Linked DNA regions of Sus scrofa: region 1 is linked to region 2. A link is a contact called in public HiChIP or PLAC-seq data. All regions are on one chromosome and are shown on one strand. The core of a region is the stretch at or near the end of the contact, and the rest is flanking DNA. Distances in the headings are between cores, read along the strand shown.

Region 1 (3,815 bases), core at 1,276-3,775, 310 kb after region 2:
TATATAATAGTCCTAAATGGAAAACATCTCAAATCGTCTGTTAGGAGGAGGACTTAGCAAATTACGGCACATCCAGATAATGGTATACAAGGCAGCCAGTGCTCTGGAGGAGTTTGTATAACACAAGGAATGGCTTAGAGCATGTTAGCTGAAAAAAGAAAGATGCAGGATATACACTTGGGTATGTAATCAATCTCTGTGTTAGGAAATAGATCAAAAAAATATTTGTAGTTTTCCCATGTGTCTGAAATATGGAAAAGAGGTTCCCCCCCTTCTTATGACTATGTTTCTCTGTTTTCCTTCTTTAACAACCAAATGAATAGCATAGAGTTTAAATACCTTAGGTATGAAGCCAGATTGCCTACTGACCCGCCTCTTAACCTCTCTGAATCTCAGTTTTCTCAACTGCCATGTGTTAATAATAATCATCCCTAGTTTGCAGGACGGCTGTGAGCATGGAAGAGATAATCCAGGTGAAGGGCTTGACACAGCACTTTGTATGTAGTAAGAGCTCCAGGGAGGCCAGCTGGCGCTGCTATTTTCAGATGACAGAAGTATTTCCAACCAAACTAAAAACTGCAGAAAGAGGGAATATACGGTTTGCTCTCCTACCTTTAGTTTAGTCAAACACTTACCCCAAAGGGTAAGTGTTTCTCTTTTCTAGTCCTCAATTACCTATGATATTTTAGGAAGCACCTAAATAGTCAGCAGCTGAAAGCCTTTTGAATGAGCGTACTCAGTTCTTTGATATGGAGAAAAATCTAAGATCCAGCTTTTTATTCATCTGCCAGTCACCCCGGATCTTCTATCTTCTCTGAGTCAACTCTGTTCCTCAATACTTTTGTAAGGGGGTGGGGGGGGAACTTCTCTAGATGCTCATCTATGTATCAATTTGTATCTATGTCAATTTGGCTGCCTGTAATAGAAAGCTGAGCAGTGTAACGGAGCGTATTAGTGGTTTATTGCTGCATAGCAAAGTACCACAAACCTAGTGGTCCAAACAACATGCATTTTTTAACTCACGGTTTCTATGGTTCAAGAGTCTGGGCATGGCTTGGCTGGATCCTCTGCGCACGGTCTCATAAGGCTGCAATGAAGGTATCAACAGGGCTGCATTCTCATCTGGGAGCTTGGCGGGGGAAGAATCCACGTCCAGGCTCACTCAGGTTGTTGGCAGAATATGTTTTCTTACAGTCTTCAATCCTAGATTAAAGACCCTGACATCTTAAGTTCTGAAGGCCTCTTGCTACTCCAAAGGTCACTCATAGTTCCTAGAAGCTCCCACAGTTTGTAGAGGCTTCCTGCAGTTCCTAGAAGCCTCCTGTAGTTCCTGGCCACTTGAGCTTTTCCAATATGGCTGTTAACTTAATTAATCAGCAAGGAGCGTCTCTAGAGCACATCCGTTAACAAGGCGAAGCCTTATATAACCTGATGTAATCATGGCGAGATGCCCATCATCTTTGCTGTATTCTATTGGTTAGAAGTAAGTCATGGGTCCCACCCACATTCAAGTTGGGTAGACGGGAACCCCAGGGCCACTCTAAAGTCTGTCACCACCACCAGGAAGGGGGCTTATTTTTTTCTTGGTAACAAGAAGCATGACACAGGGAGATGGAGTTGAGGGAGCATCATGACTTTGCCATCCATGTCCTTCTTCCTAATTTTACCATCGTTTATTCTTTTGATCATAAAACAGGTGCTGTTCCTTTAAGCTTTGCATCTCATGCAAAGAAGGAAGCACAGAAAAAAAACAAGACACATGCTCACTAAATATGTCTTTATCAGCAAAATAATAGAGTCCCAGCAGCCCCATCCCCACGCTTGAGCATTGCCTCTCATTGACCTCATCCTATCACCTGGCTTTTTCTATTGCTCAGGTCATTGGAAAATAGATATATTTTAATAAACAATATCCATAGGACCCCAAAGAAAAAGTAATACCTGCCATAAACATTTTCAACACATGGGACATGGGTTAAAGTTCCAGTGAGTGCCAGAGTATGAGTAAAGTTACAAAGCCTGCAGGAGAAAATTGATGAAAAACCCTTTGCACAGTGCCTGGCATATAACAGCATCTCGATCAATGTTGCCTCTTTTTTCCCTTCTCCTTCTTGTTTTCTGTGTTGCCCCCACCTCTGGGTTTGACCTTCAGAGCTAGGCACCCTGACGTACAAGCCAGTCTGCATTTGGAAAGTTGACGAGGAAAGTTGACGAGGAAAGAATGTAATAGCCATAGCTGGAGCCCTGCCAGGAGACCAGCAACTGCAACGCCCTTATTTGCTCCGGAGAGGAGCAGCTTGGAAACTTTTTATGAGATTCCAGAAGCAGCAAGGTCATCAGTTTTATAGCCATCCCGCTTCGTTTGTAAATACAGCCTTCGAATGAGAGTGATTGGGCTCCTTGACAAGAACAAGGCTGATACTGGCTTCTTTGGAACAGGGGACAATAAAGATATTATGTTCCCCTCGACTGAGAGGCCTGCTGAGTAACCTGAGACTCTCAACAAACAACAACAGCTCCATGGTGCCTTCAGAGAACTTGATTTCACAGTCAAGCCCTCGTGTGGGTCTGAGGCAGGTGATCTGATTTGTCAGGTCACAGGCGTGGCAACATGTGTTTACTATCATGCTCATTTTCCAGCCAGCTGCAAGCGTCTGGAGGAAAGCTTGTGGTCGGCGTGTTGGCTGTGATCAAGTCAAGGCTGAGGAGGAGGGCTGTGTCCTAGGCAGCCTCCGTGTGTTCCTGTCAATAGAAACCAGCTCCTCCAGGGGCACCTGGGCCTCTTTCTCTAATTGCTCACTGGACCATGGCTTTGACTGCAGCTGAATATTTACTAGGCAGGGCCCAGGAAACATGCTCCATCTGGCCAGTTGCCAGGGCAGGCTCTGATTGCAGCTGGCCATGGGGACAGGGTCACCCTCTCTTTGGGTTTCTTTTCTTTGGGCCATGAGGCTCGGAGGCAGAGACAACATGTGTGTGTCTGTTTGCGAGGATGGAGGGAAGGTATGGCCAGTGGAGGCAGGAAGGTGCAGAGATATTTTTCATGAATGGATGAAATTCTCCTTTATGGGCACAATTCCTCACACTTAATACATGTTTAATGAATATTTATTGATTGCCCATTTGTTTTATTTATTTCTCTCTTTTTTTTTTTTTAGGGCCACACCTGCAGCTTATGGAAGTTTCCAGACTAGGAGTTGAATTGGAGCTGCAGCTGCTGGCTGACACCACAGCCACAGCAACGTGGGATCTGAGCTGCATCTGTGACATCTGCTGCAGCTTGCGGTAATTCTGAATCCTTAACCCACTGAGTGAGACCAGGAACCCGAATGCTCATGTATACTAGTTGGGTTCTTAACCCACTGAGCCACAAAGGGAACTCCTTTTTTTTTTTTTTTTTTTTTTTGTCTTTTTGCCATTTCTTGGGCCGCTCCGCGGCATACGGAGGTTCCCAGGCTAGGGGTCTAATCGGAGATGTAGCTGCCAGCCTATGCCAGAGTCACAGCAACGCGGGGTCTGAGCCGCATCTTTGACCTACACCACAGCTCACGGCAATGCCGGATCCTTAACCCACTGAGCAAGGGCAGGGATCAAACCTGCAACCTCATGGTTCCTAGTTGGATTCGTTAACCACTGCACCACGATGGGAACTCTGGGAACTCCTTTTTTTAAAATAAATTTTATTGGAGTGTAATTGACTTAGAAAGTTGTGTTAGTTTCAAGTATACAGCAAAGTAAATCAGTTATACATATCTTTTTTCTCAGATTGTTTCCCCATATAGGTTATACACAGTATTGAGTAGATAACCCTGTGC
Region 2 (4,027 bases), core at 1,359-3,858:
TCAGTGAGTTAATGATCCGGCATTGCCATGAGCTGTGGTGTAGGTCGCAGACGTGGCTCGGATCCTGTGTTGCTGTGGCTCTGGCGTAGGCTGGCAGCTACAGTTCCGATTCGACCCCTAGCCTAGGAACCTCCGTATGCCGCGGGAGCGGCCCAAGAAATGGCAAAAAAAAAAAAAGACAAAAAAATAAATAAATAAAATAAAAGGAAGGCACAAAACAAATAATCCTTAAACCTAGCTCATGAGAATAGTTCCCATTCCTGCCAAAGTTGAACTACAAAACTCATGGAGCATGAGGTCAAAGATCTTAGAAGGATATTTCCTTAGAGATGGGACACAATTAGACCTTCACAAAATACTGAACTAGTTCTATTTAACAAAGCTTAAAATCAAGCCTTAAAAACAAAAATTATTTTTGGAGATGCCACTGTAGAGCAGTGCATTAAGGATCTGACATTGTATTTGCAGCATTGTGGGTTTGATCCCTGGCCTGGTGCAGTGGGTTAAAGATCCTGCATTGCTGCAGCTGTGGTGTAGGTCACAGCTGTGGCTCAGAGTCAATCCCTGGCCCAGGAACTTCCATATGCCACAGATGCAGCCAAAAAAAGAAAAGAAAATTATTTTCAAGAGTCCTCTTTACATTTCAAAGTAAATCTCAAAAATATTTATAGGAATATAAAAATATCCAGCAACCGCAAAAATACATTTCACAATGCTTGGCCTTATTTATTTATTTACTTACCTGTCATGTAAGAAACAGGAAATGATGAGCCATAATGAAGAGAAAAATCAGTCAAAAGAAGCAGTGTCAGAGATAACACAATGCAATTGTCATTATAATTTTATTCTATATGTTCAGGAAGCCAGAGGAAAGATTGAGCCTGTTGAGTAAGAACGTGGAAAATGTAGAAACACGTGTACTCTCTTATGCCTCTAAATCAAACTGCTAGAGATGAAAATGAGCAGTATTGAGATGAAAAAAGAAGATGGGATTAAGAGAATATTAGATATTGAAGAAAGGAGACAGAAGTTTGAAAAATCAAAATGAACAGAGCATCAGTGTTGACAGTCAGGTGGCGGAATATATGCGTAAGCAGAGTCTTCAAAGGAGAGGAGGTGGAGAATTGAGGAAGAAATATTTGAAGAGTCAAGGGCAATGTCTGCATTTGTCTTTCTCCACATGATATTCTCAATGTCTAGCAAGGTGCCCGATATAGACCTTAAATATTTAGCAAAAGTTCTTGAACATCTGTAGCAACAAATGACAGCAATGAATAAGAGATGAAAAGTACATGAATGCTTTTGCAGGACATAAGGGCCATTAAGGACCAAAGAAGGGAAACAGAATGGCCAAAAGGGAAACTTAGTGGAAGTGGCATATCTTCCACAGACCTGGAGGATGGGTTCAGTTTGAGGATGTACAGAGTATGGAAAACTAGAAGCGATGAAGAAAGGCATTCTACATAAGTACAAAATAAATGAAGACTTGGAAGCAAGAAGAAGCATGGTTTTAAACATTCCACCTCTACTGGAGTGGTTATTCCATTTGAGGGATGAGAAATGAGGTTAGATGAGTTAGGATCAGAGTTTGCAAGGCTTTAGGAATAGGAATTGGGGGGGGGGAAGCCATTGAAAGTTTTTGAGCAGTAACCTTTGATGATGGAATCAGGGTTCAAGGGGGAAAAAAGAGTCTAATGGTGGCATTCATGATGGAAGAGAAGAAAATACTATAGTTGAATGGAAAGGATGTATGGGGCAACAGAGAGGTCGTTAAAACCATCTTGTCATGAAGTGTTAAACACTCCTTTGTAAGAGCACCCCACAGATTAGCAGTGCAGACTGGAGCTTGAATAAATACTAGTGGAATTGAAATGCTGGGCAAATTAATATTTCACACTCAAATTAAGGCCTAAAATTGGTTTTGGCTCATGAAATTTTCAAAAGTAGTCCTAAGAATCTAGAGTGTTTTAAGAATATTATTTGCTTCCTAATATTTCATTTATATAAGGTTTTTGATGAGCTTTTAAAAATTCCTACTTTGAGATGCACCCAAGTGTCTTGTTTTCTCACTCACCCAAGAGTGTTTCATGACTTTTGCACTTTCCATCCTTTTTTTTTTTGCCTTTTGTGTTTTTTAGGGCCGCACCCAGGGCATATGGAGGTTCCCAGGTTAGGGGTCTAATTGGAGCTGTAGTTGCAGGCCTACACCACAGCCACAGCAATGGCAGATCTGAGCCCACAGCTCACAGCAATGCCGGATTCTTAACCCACCGAGCAAGGCCAGGGATGGAACCCGAAATCTCATGGTTCCTAGTAGGATTCGTTTCCGCTGCGCCAGGACGGGGAACTCCGTACTTTCTATCCTTATTCTCAGATTTCTAGGGAAGATCTATGCCTTGGATTGGTAAATTAATTAAAGCAATGGAGCCACAAATGCGGAATTTATAATATCTCACTTACACACGTCACCGAATCTCACTTAGAATCTAAAGAAATCGGAGATCGGACTCTTTGTCCGACAGAGGGGAAGACTGAGGCCGAAAGAAGGTAAGTGAGCAGTCCAGGCTCACAGAACCAAGGGGTAACAAGAATCCAGACTCCACCACATGGAGCCAAGGGTTGCAAACGGGTGGGATAGCTAAGAATGGGGAAAGAATTGGGAGGGAGACTCTTTTCAACTATAGGAGGCCGGGGGATTGGAGAACCTGACAAGCACTGAAGATGCAGCCCAAGGCCACCCTCTGGAGCCCGCTCAGCCCACGGGAAGATCCCCGCGAGCCCCAGCTCGGTTGCTCCCGCTCTCGCGATACTGGCTCGGTTGCTCCCGGCTCCTGCTAAGCCCCGCCCCTCCACCGCAGCCCCTCTATCGTCATTTCCTGTGGGTCTGCAGGCAAAGGGAGAAGATGGCGGCGTTGGGGGAACCTGTGCGACTGGAGAGGGGTGAGTGGGGACTAGGCCGGGACTGTCGTGGACGGAGAAGGTGGGGGAGTGCCTTTCCGCCGTGGGGGTGGGGGGCAGCTAAGCTCTGAGATCTGGAATCAGTCTTTTCTTCGCGCTGGCGCCGGTGGCCGCCGACGTTGCTGCGCCTGGCCCCAGGGGGAGAGCTTGCTGCTCTTGACTGATACCCAGACCCACCTCTATTCACACGGACAGTCGCGAAGCACAGTACTGTTCGACCCCACCTGTCTGCGTTCGCAAACACACTCTGCACACGCGTTCTCTGGATGGGTATGGCAGACGCAGCGTTCGGAGACGTGTCTAGCTAAGCAAACATCACACGCCCAGTTGTACAGACTACACTCACTGCCCGTATTGACCTGTGCACAATCCAGTGTCCCCGCCTTACTCACACAGCCCGGCTTCACAGTACATTGCCACAGAACCCACCTTATTTATGCACGAACGCTGTCGTTACTTCGACCACAACCCCACTTGTATTTCTATCGGGTTGTGTTCTGGCTGTGGTCCCCCTCCCCGTACGGAGAAGGTGCTTTAAAAACAATCTTACTAATGTCCAGGGAAGAAGGTTACATAACTAGTTGGAATTGTGGTAGATTGTAAAATACTTAATAGTGTAGTTTTTTTCCTTCTTTACAAATCCTACAATTGCTAACTGGCTGGGTGCTTGCTTTGTAGAGCAGGCTGTCAAGGAAAATAAAACCTTTCTGCTGAATGACTGGAAATCGAAAAGCCAGTTAAAGTACATAGCTATGAGCCTAGAAGAGGCCTGTTGAAGATTTTCAGCATTCCCCTCTTTCCTCCCAAGTCCTTTTTTTCAAATAACTTCATGCATACTTTTGACATGCTAGTATTAGGAGTCGTAAGAGTCAAAAAGTATGAAGTACACATATGGAGTACTAGTGATAAAGTATAGGATGGAGATTGAAAATATCTTGCAGATATTAACTTTTGCATTTACTGTCTGAGTGTTAAGTAACTTCCGCTCTAAGGAGAGAATGCATTTTTAGAATTATTGTAGTTGGTGAACTCTTTCCTTGTGCCTTTACAGAAACAAATGCACACTAGA

The links. HiChIP or PLAC-seq counts read pairs in DNA pulled down with a chosen protein or histone mark.
Region 1: an H3K27ac HiChIP or PLAC-seq map of skeletal muscle shows a contact between it and region 2. The contact joins the enhancer-like site here to the promoter of LIN7C in region 2. A contact is called at or near these places in 9 of 47 Hi-C or Micro-C datasets (adipose tissue, alveolar macrophages, fetal skeletal muscle and 4 more) and 1 of 2 datasets of contacts at active chromatin or transcription factors (skeletal muscle).

What each region holds. Positions count from the first base shown.
Region 1 is chr2:33,151,471-33,155,285 of Sscrofa11.1, forward strand. All of the region lies in intron 2 of LOC102165168 (a long non-coding RNA gene), which reads left to right. Among named protein-coding and RNA genes, the nearest start is that of BBOX1, 140 kb to the right of the region's middle. Within about 2 kb of position 2,526, at least 34 of the 83 cell types and tissues checked have an H3K27ac peak or open chromatin away from gene starts, as enhancers often do. A contact at or near this core is called in adipose tissue, fetal skeletal muscle, mesenteric adipose tissue and 2 more, where this site is marked.
Region 2 is chr2:32,842,320-32,846,346 of Sscrofa11.1, forward strand. LIN7C (protein lin-7 homolog C) reads left to right here and starts at 2,609. Exons shown (of 5, transcript XM_003122904.4): 1 at 2,609-2,940. The coding sequence starts at 2,904.